Linked DNA regions of Mus musculus: all the other regions are linked to region 1. A link is a contact called in public promoter capture Hi-C data. All regions are on one chromosome and are shown on one strand. Each heading gives the region's core, a stretch centred on a gene start, on an enhancer-like site or on the middle of the called end of the contact. The rest is flanking DNA. Distances are from core to core; before and after follow the strand shown.

Region 1 (4,460 bases), core at 1,374-3,873:
TGTCATATTTTCTACAAAGTAAAGATGCATGTTTCATGAGCTCAAATACAAATTTAAAGAGCTGTAAGAATAAAAAACCAAGACATGTGCTGATGGATTACTTTCATATTCAATAATAAATGCAGTTATCTTAGTAATCTTATCGTCAAATCTTAACTTAGTGTAAGTTTACCTATGTCAGTATAGCCTATGTAAAATTTCATATTTCTTTATGTTTGCCAAATGTGGACTTAGATGCCCCTGGTCTTAGGCAGTAGGTTTCTGTATCCACTATTTATACAGTAGAGTGCTTAACATAGGAACCTGAGATCTCTTTGGTTCCATGGACAATTCATGTCTTGTTTTTTTATTTTTACAGTTCATTATTCTTGCCACAGTCAACTATAGAGCTCTTGGCAGATTTATGTTTGGGGAATAAGCAGGCAAACCTTAAACCAAAGCAAAGCATCACCCTTTCTAGAGAAAATAATTATAGGAAAGAAATCTTAATATTTGGATCATATTCTCATGTCAGTATGGAAGCTTTCAAAGGCAACTGGAGACACTTGATCTTTTATGGAAACCAAACAGTAAGGTGACAAATTAACTTAAAAATGGCCCCCAAATAATCCAATTATTCATTCAGCAAATTCCCCAGTAACATATGGATTCTATGAATTTTTATCCCATAATCCTTGGGACAGTAATCAGGCGTTCAAATTTTTCTATTAACACACTATTAACACTGACTACTCAGTCATGTATGTTCAGTAGAAACACATTAGTTGCATTTGAAGGAAAAATGCTTTTTAACAATTCAGTTTTACACTTTCTATCGAAAAGCGCTAATAATTCAATGATATTTAAGGTGAACTTAGACATATTACAATTTACATCTTAAAAGTCCCTTTAATTTGTTGCGAAAGGACACATTCCGCAGGGGCAACTTTATAAGTGTGGATGGCTTTCATCCTTAATCACGCATCTCAAAATACATATTACTAAAATAGCATTTAATTAATTTTTTAAAAAATCTTATATTTGACACTTGTTAAAGGACCCTTTACTGTTACAAAAACTTCATTTTCTCTACACATTTTTGGCAAGTGGCATAAGTTAAGTTTAATCATTTTTCCATTTGAACCTTTGAGATAAATTTATATAATTAAAAAACTCAGTATGCAAAATTTAGATATTTTATAATTCAAATAATTTATCAATGTAAATTATTTTGCAATTTCTAAGCATAATATTTGAGAAGATTTTTCTCATCTTGACATTAGAAATATAAATGAATAAATCTTTAAGTTCCAAATCCACGCCAAAAAGTTCTCTAACTTTTAAACTATTTAAAGATCTGAGATGTTACTACTGAAATATTAATAAGGAAAGTGCTTAAGACTTTGTAAGAATTTTTTTCCTAATTGCTTATCAAGCAACTGAGTTTAATTTTTTTTAACTTTTCGAAGTCCAGTAACACCAAACAGAATGTACAACTCAAGTAGTTTGCCAGTCAGAATAAACTTACTAAGGTTTTCCAACTAAGGATTTTAAAAATAATCCTCACAAATCAGGTAAATGTCCTATTCTCACTGGTGGTACCACTGCCCTTGACATAAATGTGTGCTGTGTCCATTTCAAGCACTATAACCAGTCCCCAAACAAATTAGGAAACATGTTTGACACAAAACTCTTCTAAAAGCAGGCAAACATACTTTTGTTCCTTATTTAAACATTGCCTCATTTACATCACGACTATCTAGTAAAGTGTAACCTAGTTTTTAAAATCCAGGTTTACTGTGACATTTTCTGTAAAGAGCAATTAGCTAAGCTACACGACAGTCGTAATGTAGTTAGAAGTGGCCACACATAACTCATCCAACAATTCACACTAAAATTTAGGTATACTACAAATGAAATTGTGGAAATCCTTATATATCCCTCCCCGTTTAAAAGAGTAAGAGATGCAATAAATGGCAAGAGAAACAAAAAACAGAAAAACAAACAAATAAACAAAAAACCCCAGAGTAAATCACCCCCCAAGGAGTGGGGATGGCGCTAGGAAAAGTTTCAGGCCATATTAACCAGTGAGTTTCTGCGATAAATACACTGGAGGCAAAAGGACCGTGATCGCCAGGAACCTCCTTCACCCTCATCACCTTTTAGGCATCTTTTGGGCAAGCTTTCGTCGCCAGGACCCCAGTTTTCTCCAGACCTTGGCCATCAAGCGTGCCGCTGGCATCTCCCGGTCCCAGGAGCTGGGCCCAGGGTCTTCCGGGTGTCACAGCCCGGCCACGGCACACCAGCGGCACACACCGTGCCAGCGGGGCTCCGCGACCCCCGCCTCCGAGAGAACTAAGGGGACAAGGACCGGGATGCTCTCCCTCCCCACCCACCCCTTCCCCGCCGCACCCCCACTTACCTGTCTTGTCAGGGTGTGCAAGGAGCGAAAGACTTCGCAGAGGACCTCGCGGGTGAGGAGGGGGCTGGAGCATTGCTCCAGGCTCCTCTCGCTGCCGCTTGAGGAACTAAGCTCCGCAGCAGCAGCCATGACACCTTCAAAGCAGCCCCCCAACCACCGCGAACAGCGCTCACCCCACCCCTCCCTCGCGGACTTCGTCGCACTGAGATGACGTAAAACTAGAGCGTCTCACTTAGAGCTTGAGGATAGGCCCCACCCTCTGTGTGTGACAGACACACAGGAAGACCAATCAAGAGCAAGGATAGCTGTGCTCCGAGGGAACTTGTGTATGTGAAGCTGGACCTTCTGTCTGGTGGTGTTTTCTGTGGTCCACCTTGGTTTAGAAACCTACTTGGCTCTTAGATGCTCCCTGTGAATGTTGGCAGAGCCTTACTCTTAAGTGTTAGAATTTGAGTCCCGCTATTAAAATTTAAAATGTTAACAGTCGAGTTGTCTTGGAAAAAGATTGCGGGTTAGTGATGGAGCAGTGCTTTACAATTTTCTAATTACTAGAAACTTGACCCAGGATGATCGTTACTGGATAGAACATTTTCATCTCTATAAGACTGTTTGATATGAGGAATTTAAAAAGAACACAAGGGCTACATTATGCTTCTTTTTCCTACCATAGAACGACATTGATGACTACACCTGCAAAATAGTTTATGTCAAAGTTCTGACATGCAACGGGTTCTCAGTGCAATCACTGGACACTTGACCTTAAAATTGTTTCAATATAAATCCAATAGAAATATAAACCAGCCGGGCAGTGGTGGCGCACGCCTTTAATCCTAGCACTTGGGAGGCAGAGGCAGGCGGATTTCGAGGCCAGCCTTGTCTACAGAGTGAGTTCCAGGACAGCCAGGGCTACACAGAGAAACCCTGCCTCAAAACAAAACAACAAGAAAGAAAAGGAAGAAAGAAAGAAAGAAAGAAAGAAAGAAAGAAAGAAAGAAAGAAAGAAAGAAAGAAAGAAGGAAAGAAAGAAAGAAAAGACCAATTTATTCCATGTAACCACACTCTTTAAAATTAGGATATAAAACTAAATCGACTCTTGTTGGGTATTATTAGATAGCTTTATTTTAGCGAAAAAAGTTATAATTTTATAATGTAGAGTTCTATTAATTTTTTTTTCCTTTGAGACAGGGTTTCTCTGTATAACCCTGGCTGTCCTGGAACTCACTCTGTAGACCAAGCTGGCCTCAAACTCAGAAATCTGCCTGCCTCTGCCTCCCGGATGCTGGGATTAAAGGCATGCTCCACCATGCCTGGCTCTATTAAATTTTTAAAACAAGCTTAAAAGATAAAGGACAAAAGAATTAAAACTCTGGCGGCAGTGGCTCAGGCCTTTAATCCCAAAGCACTAGGGAGGTAGAGGCAGGTAAATCCCTTATGAGGCCAGCCTGGTCTACAAAGTGAGTTCCAGGACAGCAAGGGCTACACAAAGAAACCAAAGCTCGAAAAGCAAGCAGGCAAGCAAGCAAGCAAACAAACGATTTAAAACTCTTCTTCATGATAGTTGAGTGCATTTAACATACAGGAAGTGGAAGTATGAAGTTAATGGGTAGTCTATCCTTAGAGAGCAGACTGAATAAAGGAAGAAATAAGGAATTAAGGGACACTAGGATAAGGAGAGTAAAAATGAAAGAACTCCTTTTACCTGTCTAAGGAGCCTTTTACTCACTTATATCCAGAGACTTCTGGTATTATCAGACTTAACAGGATCTTGAGAAAGCTGGTCTGTTTCCTTGTTAGCAGAAAGATGTAAACTTAGGTTTGACAATACAATCTTCACAAGATTCAAGCACCCTCTCATTCAAGTCACTCATATCTGTAATAGAAGTTCACGATTCATCGCAATGTTAACACACTTTGTCTCTGAGTTTCTGGTTAATGGGTGACAATTGTAATGTGGAGTCTAAGAGTCCTTGTTCTGTACCAAGTAATGAAATCAGATTTTTTTTAAAAAACTAAGTAGAAGACTTTTTATCACACATTTGGGAATGATTAAGGTGCTGCA
Region 2 (4,460 bases), core at 587-3,086, 2.7 Mb after region 1:
CCTCTTGGAAAACAGCCAGTTAGATTAACCACTGGGTCATCTCTCCAATGCCAAACATTTATTTTATTCCTGAGTGTGTGTGTGTGTGTGTGTGTGTGTGTGTGATATGTATTATAAATATATAAATAGATGGGAGGGGACACCTGGGTTCAGTTCCCAGCATCAACATTAACCTTGTCTGTAACTCCAGTTCCAGTGATCCCACCCCCCACTTCTGGTCTCTAAGGGCATCATGCATACATGCATGTAGTTGCACAGATAAACATGAGGGCAAAATACCCATACATGCAAAATAATAGTAAAATTTAAAAGATCCTATCTTTTATGTATAGATAACTCAGTGAAACCTTGTTTACAATTAGAATTAAATAATTTTTAGACTTAATTGCTTTTTACCAAAGAAAAAATCTTGGTTTTCTATATTGCTTCCTGCTAATATGCTATACACCTTCAAGCTTCTTCAAAGATATTTCCTGTCACCCTCTCCTTTTCTCCCTTTCTCTCTCTCCCTCTCCCCCTCCCCACCCTTCTCTCTGAGGGGGAGTAAGTATTTCCAGACAGGATTCTCTGGCTGTCCTGGAACTAGCTCTGTAAACCAGGCTAATCCACCTGCCTCAACCTGTCATGTGCTGGGATTAAAAGGCATGTTACCACCTGACTTTTCTCTTCTTCTTCTTCTTCTTCTTCTTCTTCTTCTTCTTCTTCTTCTTCTTCTTCTTCTTCTTCTATTTCTTCTTCTTCTTCTCCTCCTCCTCCTCCTCCTCCTCCTCCTCCTTCTCCTCCTTCTCCTCCTCCCCTTCCCCCCTTCTTCTTTTTGGTTTTGGTTTTATTCAAGACTGGGTTTTTCTGTGTATCCTTGGCTGTCATGGTATTCGTTTTGTAGATAACAGGTGCTGTTAACATTGATAAGATAATGAAATTCTTCCTCACCTATCCAGTTATGAGCCTCCACACAAATAGCATACAGGATAAGACCAAGTTACTGTTACTAAAAACAAAACAAAAATTCTTGTTCCTTTTCAGGGAGAAAACTTGTAAGGATTTGACCTTTGCATTTGTGTAACATTTTTCCGAACTAAAACGTGTACCTCTATGTCAAGTACAAAACCAGCGTCCATATTGGCATTGTGGGTAGGGCAAAGTGGAATCCAGAAAATACACACAGGAAACCACTGGCAACTTCTCCAGACCCTCTATTATACCCGCAGGCATTAGGCCCTGCTGGAAACAACTTTGCTCAGGATCAGAATATAAATTGCCTCTTCATCGAGATCTGACGACCTGTTGGACCTAGGTCCGCAGCCTCAATTTCCTTATCATTAAGCACCATCTCATTCAAGTTTCTAGTTTTTAACGACTAAGGCACGCAAAGCGATTCTCAGTGTCCACAATAACTATTAGCTGTTAGGATGAAGACTCCTGGTGGTTCAGTTCACTAATGGAAGACAGCCTGCGCCTCCCTGCACTCTGGGCATGCGCAACAGCCATTATTTGCCATGCCCTTTTCTGATTAAACCTCTTGGGGAAGGAAAAAAAGGATGTATAGCCTCTTCCGTCCCATGGGAAGAGTTTAGGCGCACTATGAAGTCAGCGACATGTCAAGTTTAAGAGGATGCCTTTGCAGACCCCCGAGATTGGATCTATCACACCGACGTAATCCCTCCCCGCTCTGCGCAAGCAGCGGAGCGCAACCACGGCAGGCGGCGAGGGGAGGAGCTGAGTGACTTGCCGGCTTCTCATTGGTCCAGAATCACGGATCGACAAGCTTCTTCCCCTTCCGGTCCTCGGGTGGTCCAGGCCCGAGAAGAAGCCCGCGATCATTGGCTGGGGCCGGCTGTCAGTCCTTCCGCGTGGAGCGGCGGGCGCGGTGCGGCGCTGCGCGGCCTGGAGAGCGGTCGCGAAGCCTGCTGCAGAGAGAAGATGGCGGTCGCCGTGAGAGCTTTGCAGGAGCAGCTAGAGAAGGCCAAAGAGAGCCTCAAGAATGTGGACGAGAATATCCGCAAGCTCACCGGGCGGGACCCGAATGATGTGAGGTACGGATCGGACGGAACCCCAGAGGTTGGCGAGGTCCGGGGCCTCGGGGCCGGGCGCACCCGGGACAGAGGGCAACCGGCCGCTTGTGGGCCGACTGGGGTCAAGGGGCCCGTTTCCCGGGCGGCGGGCGAGCCCTCTGCTCGGCTAGGCGGGGAGACGCCATGCCTGCGCCTAGGGCACTGGGTGCGAGTGCTTGCGAATGGAAGGAAGGCCCGCCCGGCTGCCCGGCGTGGTTTCCGCGCCCCCGGGAAGGCCGAGACCACGGCTTCCCGCCCTTGGCGCTGCAGGCCCGGAACTGCAGTACAAAGCCCCTTTCCACCCCTGCGGCTCCGAACCCTTGTCAAGTCGGAGACCCCCGGGGGAAGCAGTGGCTGCCTCTCCCTGCTGGCTTGGGTGTCCTTCCCTTGAGGTTGGCAGATAGGACCTGACCCAGACTTATTAATATGTAGCAGTCTCGAGATACATATATTTTCGTAACGGTGGTCTTGGGGAAGCAAGAAAGAGGATTTTAATGTTTGGTTTCGAAGAAGTGGATCTGAAACGGTCATTTTAGAATTATTTGTGTTCATTTCTACGTAGTGTGTACCTTAGTGTGTGGAAGTATATGAAGCCCTCTCATGTGTCTGCATAGGACTTTTACACTGATTATAATTCTTTTTTAGGCCCATCCAAGCCAGATTGCTGGCCCTTTCTGGTCCTGGTGGAGGTAGAGGACGAGGTAGCTTATTGCTAAGGTAAGGAGATGATAACTGCCTTGTTTCTAATAAATGTATTGCAAAAGTAGAGGTTGGAGAATATTAGAACAGTTTCATATGCACTACACTTGGGAGGCAGAGGCAGGCGGATTTCTGAATTCAAGGCCAGCCTGGTCTACAAAGTTACAAAGTGAGTTCCAGGACAGCCAGGGCTATACAGAGAAACCCTGACTGGGGGGTGGGGGTGGGGGGGGGACAGTTTCATATAAACTTAACTGTTTTTAAGTTCTGTTAAGGCTTTTGACATCTAAGAATGTAATTGGTGGTAGGGTGTTGTTCATGTAATTGTTTGCTTAAGTTTGCTTCACTTGTGTTTTTCTTCTTTATGAAATCAACTAAATTCTCTAGTCGACTAGAAATACCAGTTTCTGCTAATGTTTCTCGAGCTTTAGGTTGGATGTTTCTCATTGCAGGCGTGGATTCTCAGATAGTGGAGGAGGACCCCCAGCCAAACAAAGAGACCTGGAAGGGGCAGTCAGTAGGTATGGTTTCAAAAGATGTCTGGAGAGTCAGTACCCATCTTGTTTTCTGGGACACTACAGATATTTCTATGTCATTGGGATTGATTTGAACTGGGCTAGCCCAGTTTACAGAACTCAGTGGGATTAGAAGTAACACGTTCTGTTTTGTACTTTAAAAAACACCAAGAAACGTTTGGATATGAGAAGAGAGCAAAGCTTGGTTTGGAGCATCTTGCTTCCACCCCTCCCCCACCCCCCATAAGAAAGTGGTAAATGCGATATAAACTCAGTAGAATATGCCTTCTGGAGATGAGCATTTGAACACCCATTCACCTTTGATTGATTATGCATTTGATTCCATAGTGGTCATTTCAATTCTTTCTCCCGTGCTAGGCTGGGTGGGGAGCGTCGGACAAGAAGAGAATCACGCCAGGAGAGCGACCCAGAAGACGATGATGTTAAAAAGGTATTGAAATTAAATATTAGAGGATGAACACAACTCTTAGTGTGCTTTGAAAAGCATGATAGCCCAGAACAAGAAATCATTGATCCTTTCTTCTCTCTTACAGCCAGCACTGCAATCTTCCGTTGTAGCTACCTCCAAAGAGCGCACGCGCAGAGACCTTATCCAGGATCAAAACATGGATGAGAAGGGGAAGCAAAGGTGCCTGCTCGGCGCCAGGGGGAGGGGGTGGAAGGCTCGCACTCAGCAGACGAGACGCTTGCTTACAGGACCTCTCAGACAGGGCATGCACACGTTCATTTTCCTCTTATGTTTCTTAGGAACCGACGAATATTTGGCTTGTTGATGGGCACTCTTCAGAAATTTAAACAAGAATCTACTGTTGCTACTGAACGGGTATTGGTGCCTTTTTTTTTAACTTTTTCTCTTCCTTGCTTTACCTCATTTACTCATTACCAAAGAGGAGATTAATGTTATACAGTGCAGGTAAGGGTGACTCAACAGAGACCTGCCTTCTTTGCTTCTGGGTACTGGAATTAAAGGTATTAGCCACCATACCTGGCTTTATAGTAGGTTTTTGCCTTTACTTGATGTGACTGGGTGTAGCATATATATATATGTCTGTACACCCTATGTGTACAGTGCCTTTGGAGGACAGAAGGGAGCCCAGGTTTTTTTTGTTGTTGTTGTTGTTTATTTGTTTGTTTGTTTATTTTGGTTTTGAGACAGGGTTTCTCTGTGTAGCCC
Region 3 (4,460 bases), core at 699-3,198, 2.7 Mb after region 1:
TTTGGCAAGCGCCTGATCATCCAATACGAACATTAGCCGAAAAATAGAGCCAAGCTTGTTGGAACAGGACTTTAATCCTAGCACGTAGGAGGCAGAGGCAGATGGATCTCTTGTCAGTTCCAGACCTGCCATAGTAAGACCCTGTTTGAAACACATACACACACACACACATCCTGAAATATTGTTATAATGCAGATTTTACAAACTCATCTTCTTAAAACGTGATAAAGATACAAAAGGCCATTTTTTTAAAAAAAAGTCACATTTTTTCAATAATTTATTGCAGTGATGACTATTTTAATTAAGTAATTTCTCCTGATAGAGTCAAAGCCTCATGTCACTTTATCATAACACAGCAAACACTTTCCTACATCCTGAAAGGCTTCCCATAGTATCGGTTTTCTCTATTCCATTTTTACCCCCTTATGCATTCCTAATGGGAAAACATACAAATTTTAAGTAAATTAGTTATCTGTTACCACCTTACCTCCCTACATTTCAGTTGCAAGTTTTCTTTTATATATATTTATTTCATTTTTGTCTATTGGTGTTTTGCCTGTATCTGCCTGTATACTATGTGTGTGCAGTACCTGTGGAAGCCAGAAGTGGGTGGTGGATCCTCTACCAATGGAGTTGCTTGTTAACCACTAGTGAGCTGGGGGTTGAGATGAAAGGTATGTGGGTGTGTTACAAATCGTTGTAAATAGGTAATGAGGCACTGTGTGTGTAAGTGTATTACAAGAGGTTGTAAGCCAGTAGTGAGTTCTCTGTGTGAGTGTGTGTTTCTGTGCCCGTGTATGTGTGTGTATTCATGTGGATGAGCAACCAGTGCTCTTAACTTCTGAGCCATCTTCCCAGGCCCAGTTGTAAAATTTCCAATGAAATAGACTGAGTAACAAATTTTTGCTCTTGGGCAATAAACTTCTCTGGCCTTCAAATTTCACATCAGTTATGTGAGAATTTTGGGGGCAATAATAAAATTGGTCATTGAAACAATTAAAAAACAAAGGCCCTCTGATGATGCTGGAAAGAAGGAAGATGTTAGTATACATTTAAATTTAAATTTCTTTCAGTAAATGTGCCTAGCTATCCGTGGTTTAGGGTGGGGTTGTGTTAAGACAGGACAGAAGTTTAGCTGACGAGATGAATTAGACATCTCCAACTCTACTCTACCTATGGATTTATTTACCTCTTCCTGTTCCTCTCCCACAAACAGTAAAGCTCTACAGACAGAATAAATGCCCCAGTGCATGGTATTGCTCAGTTCTGAAACCTGATCATTAATAATCAAGGCCCCAGGCACTAGCTATACCTGGTGGTTTTTTCTTTAACCTTTATAAGGCCCAAGGCCGAATTACAGGTGATGTAGTCACCTGGGTTCAAAGTCTAGGGCACTCCTGGGCAGTCAAGAAACGAACCTAGAGGCCCCAGGGCACAGGAGCCTTGGGCAGGGTTGGCAAAGCGTGTCACCCAGGAGGTGGGGGTGGGTGCAGAGCCAGATGCTCAGACCCTCGGTCTCCATCCTGCTACGGTCCTTCCACCTAAACTAAGAGGACTAAAGACGAGGGCGCTCCGTCGCCATGACAAGCACAGGGTTCAGCGATCTCGGTTCGGCGCTGGGCCACAGCCTCCGGCACGCCCCGCTGCTTATGCGAGAGCACAGCCGGGACAGAGCCAACAATCCTGACACTCCGGCCCGCCGCCCGCCTCCCAGCTCCGACTAAGACCCCGGTGGAGCAGAGGTGGCTGCCACGCTAGTCCTTACCACAGTACCTACCTAGAAGCTCCGTGACGGCCACAGCCTCCGCCTTGCACAGTCGTCAGTCCGCTCCAAAGCCCTGTAGCAGCCGTGGCACCGCAATCAGGGGCGGCCCCGCCCCGCCCCCGGCCTCTTGGAGGGCCTGGGCCAGGACAACATGGCTGGTGCCGCCTCTGCCACGTCAAAGGGGAGGAGGCGGGGAGGGGCGACCAGCGAAGGGGCGGGAACAGTCCCGGAAGAGGCGGGGCGCGCAGGAGGTAATGGGCGCGTTGAGTGGCGGAAAAGATGAACCGGGAGTAATAAAGAGGGTGGGGCGAGCGTGAAAGACGGCCAAGCAAAGCGGAGGGCGGGGACAATTCAGGAAGGGGCGGGGCTAGCAGGAAGCGATGCGATAGCCAGGGCGGTGGAGGAAGGGAGGTAACCGGAGTAATAAAGGGTGGGATGTGGCCGCTCGAGGCCGTGTGTAGGATTAAGGTTAAAATACCTGACTAGGGCATTGCTAGCCCCAGAAAAAAAGAAAAAAAATGTTAACCACCAGATGTAGCTTTCACGTCTACTGTTTGCTTGAACGATTGTTTTTGTTTTCTAGTATATAGAAAAGGCTCTTGCAAGTTTTTTTCCTGACATTGTATCCGTGTCCAAAGAGGAGAAAGAACGAAGCACGAGTTAACAATTATTTGAAGTATTCGCTAGAAAATAGATGCTCGGATTCTCCTCTAATTTTGGGTTTTCGTCTGTGTGTTGTCAAGAGCCAATGAGAAGGCTTGGCTCAGGGACCTCACTTGCCTAGAACTCATAAGGCAGAAAAAGAAACTTTACTCCCAGAAGTTGTATTCTGACCTCCTCACCGACCCACAAGCAATCGCAAAATAGTAATTTTAAAGTTTTTAAGTATCTCACTCGGCTAGTGGTGATGGTTCATGCCTGTAATCTCAATAGTCAAGGTTAAAAAAAAAAAAAAAAAAAAAAAAAAAAAGGCAGCCCAGCTTACGTTACACTGCAAACTGTAGACCCTTCTAAGCCACAGAAGAGACAGTCTCAAAAACCTAAAAATTATCCTCGTGTGATACTTGGTACTCCAGAAGCTGAGGCCAGGGGATCGGATCACTACAAGTTTGAGACTCCTTGAGCTACCTAATGAGTTCCAGAACAGCCTCAACTAAACTTTAAGATGCTATCCGAAAAAGTGAAAAACAAAACAAAAAGTTCTGCATTCATCCACTCTGTTCCCCGCGAAGTCAGAAAGACACCACCCTAAGGGGTTGTAAGATTTAGACGAATGTAACGTGTTTACAAATGGTTAAAGGCTTTAGTACTCTAAAAATGACGATTATAGCGATATTGTTCATTAATTTTAAAAATATTAAAGATTTCAAAGTTCATCCTCAGTCCCTGCCGCCTACCCAAGCTTTAGACGAGAAAATGGGATTAGACAGAGCGACCTAGAAACTCTTCAGGAACCACTTCTGCCAGGAATTATTCTCGAGCGCTACATTCCACCACCGGTGCCATAAGCTTGATGCAACCAGCAGGTTTCTTGTGTGGCTCCGCCCCCTTGCGCCTGTAGCCGGTGGCCTCGGCGGAGGTCGCTTAGGCGCCTGCGCCGTGCCTACTCTGGGCGCCGATTGAGACTGGCGGGAGCGAGAACCATGGCGTGGGTTCCAGCCGAGTCTGCGGTGGAAGAGTTGATGCCACGGTTGTTACCTGTGGAGCCCTGTGACTTGACGGAAGGTTTCGATCCCTCGGTCCCCCCCAGGACGCCTCAGGAATATCTGAGGAGAGTGCAGTGAGTGATTTCGCCCCGTGCGAGTGGGCTGGTTGTCGTGCCCCTGTGTACAGCCCTGGTGCCGCGCCTGACCCTTGGTGTGCAACAGTCCCTCCTCTGTTTGCGTTCCTATCTTTCGGGAGGTCCGGGAAATTTAAGATCTTATTACACCCTACGGTTGGCAGATAACTTTTGAACTTGATTGCACGTTAAGACGTGTGTTCTTAAATTTCTTTGCTTTTCATCTAGGTGTCAGGCGTTTCGTTTTTTCATTGGGAGCTTGCACTTTTATTTCCCATTTCATAATAAAGTAAAACACATCTCTCTATTCTACAAAGCGAAATAATAAGTATCATGTATGTATTACTTAATTGTAGGATCGAAGCAGCCCAATGTCCAGATGTTGTGGTAGCCCAGATTGACCCAAAGAAGTTGAAAAGGAAGCAAAGTGTGAACATTTCTGTGAGTTTAACCAACCACCTGGGAATATTTTAACAACACACACATATACAACACGAACATTTTCCTATCATATCAAAAATATAAGTTATGGTGTGTATAAGATTAGATTGCTCCTTATAAAGTTAGGCACCACTTGGAAGCTAACACAGAGGCGTTTTGGTCTGGAGGCCAGCCTACATTGAGACCCTCTGGAAAATGTGTGTGTGTGTGTGTGTGTGTGTGTCATTTAAAAGATTACTTCCCCTACCCCCAAAAAGTACTTCAATTGTTTACTAATATTGACCTTTATAGCCGGGCGTGGTGGCGCACGCCTTTAATCCCAGCACTCGGGAGGCAGAGGCAGGCGGATTTCTGAGTTCGAGGCCAGCCTGGTCTACAAAATGAGTTCCAGGACAGCCAGGGCTACACAGAGAAACCCTGTCTCAAAACAAACAAACAAACAAACAAACAAAAGTACTTCAATTGTTTACTAAT

Evidence for each region. Promoter capture Hi-C pulls out the DNA fragments that hold promoters and counts their contacts.
Region 2: a contact with region 1 is called in a promoter capture Hi-C map of hippocampal neurons, with 6 times the contacts expected there. The contact joins the promoter of Pnn here to the promoter of Mbip in region 1. A contact is called at or near these places in 6 of 39 promoter capture datasets (the 3T3-L1 cell line, cranial neural crest, hippocampal neurons and 2 more), 2 of 115 datasets of contacts at active chromatin or transcription factors (astrocytes and large pre-B cells) and 2 of 9 other capture datasets (adipose tissue and liver).
Region 3: a promoter capture Hi-C map of pre-B cells shows a contact between it and region 1, with 8 times the contacts expected there. The contact joins the promoter of Sec23a here to the promoter of Mbip in region 1. A contact is called at or near these places in 9 of 39 promoter capture datasets (the 3T3-L1 cell line, the C10 cell line, cranial neural crest and 5 more), 2 of 484 Hi-C or Micro-C datasets (CD4 T cells and CD8 T cells), 3 of 115 datasets of contacts at active chromatin or transcription factors (astrocytes, large pre-B cells and thymic regulatory T cells) and 1 of 9 other capture datasets (liver).

Annotation. Positions count from the first base shown.
Region 1 is chr12:56,343,271-56,347,730 of GRCm38.p6, forward strand. Mbip (MAP3K12 binding inhibitory protein 1) reads right to left here and starts at 2,624. Exons shown (of 9, transcript NM_145442.2): 1 at 2,402-2,624. The coding sequence starts at 2,530.
Region 2 is chr12:59,065,083-59,069,542 of GRCm38.p6, forward strand. It overlaps Pnn (pinin), which reads left to right and starts at 1,837. Exons shown (of 9, transcript NM_008891.2): 1 at 1,837-2,033; 2 at 2,697-2,768; 3 at 3,203-3,271; 4 at 3,644-3,716; 5 at 3,820-3,914; 6 at 4,034-4,109. The coding sequence starts at 1,921.
Region 3 is chr12:59,010,069-59,014,528 of GRCm38.p6, forward strand. Sec23a (SEC23 homolog A, COPII coat complex component) reads right to left here and starts at 1,949. Exons shown (of 20, transcript NM_009147.2): 1 at 1,778-1,949. Gemin2 (gem nuclear organelle associated protein 2) reads left to right here and starts at 3,323. Exons shown (of 10, transcript NM_025656.5): 1 at 3,323-3,545; 2 at 3,902-3,986. The coding sequence starts at 3,409.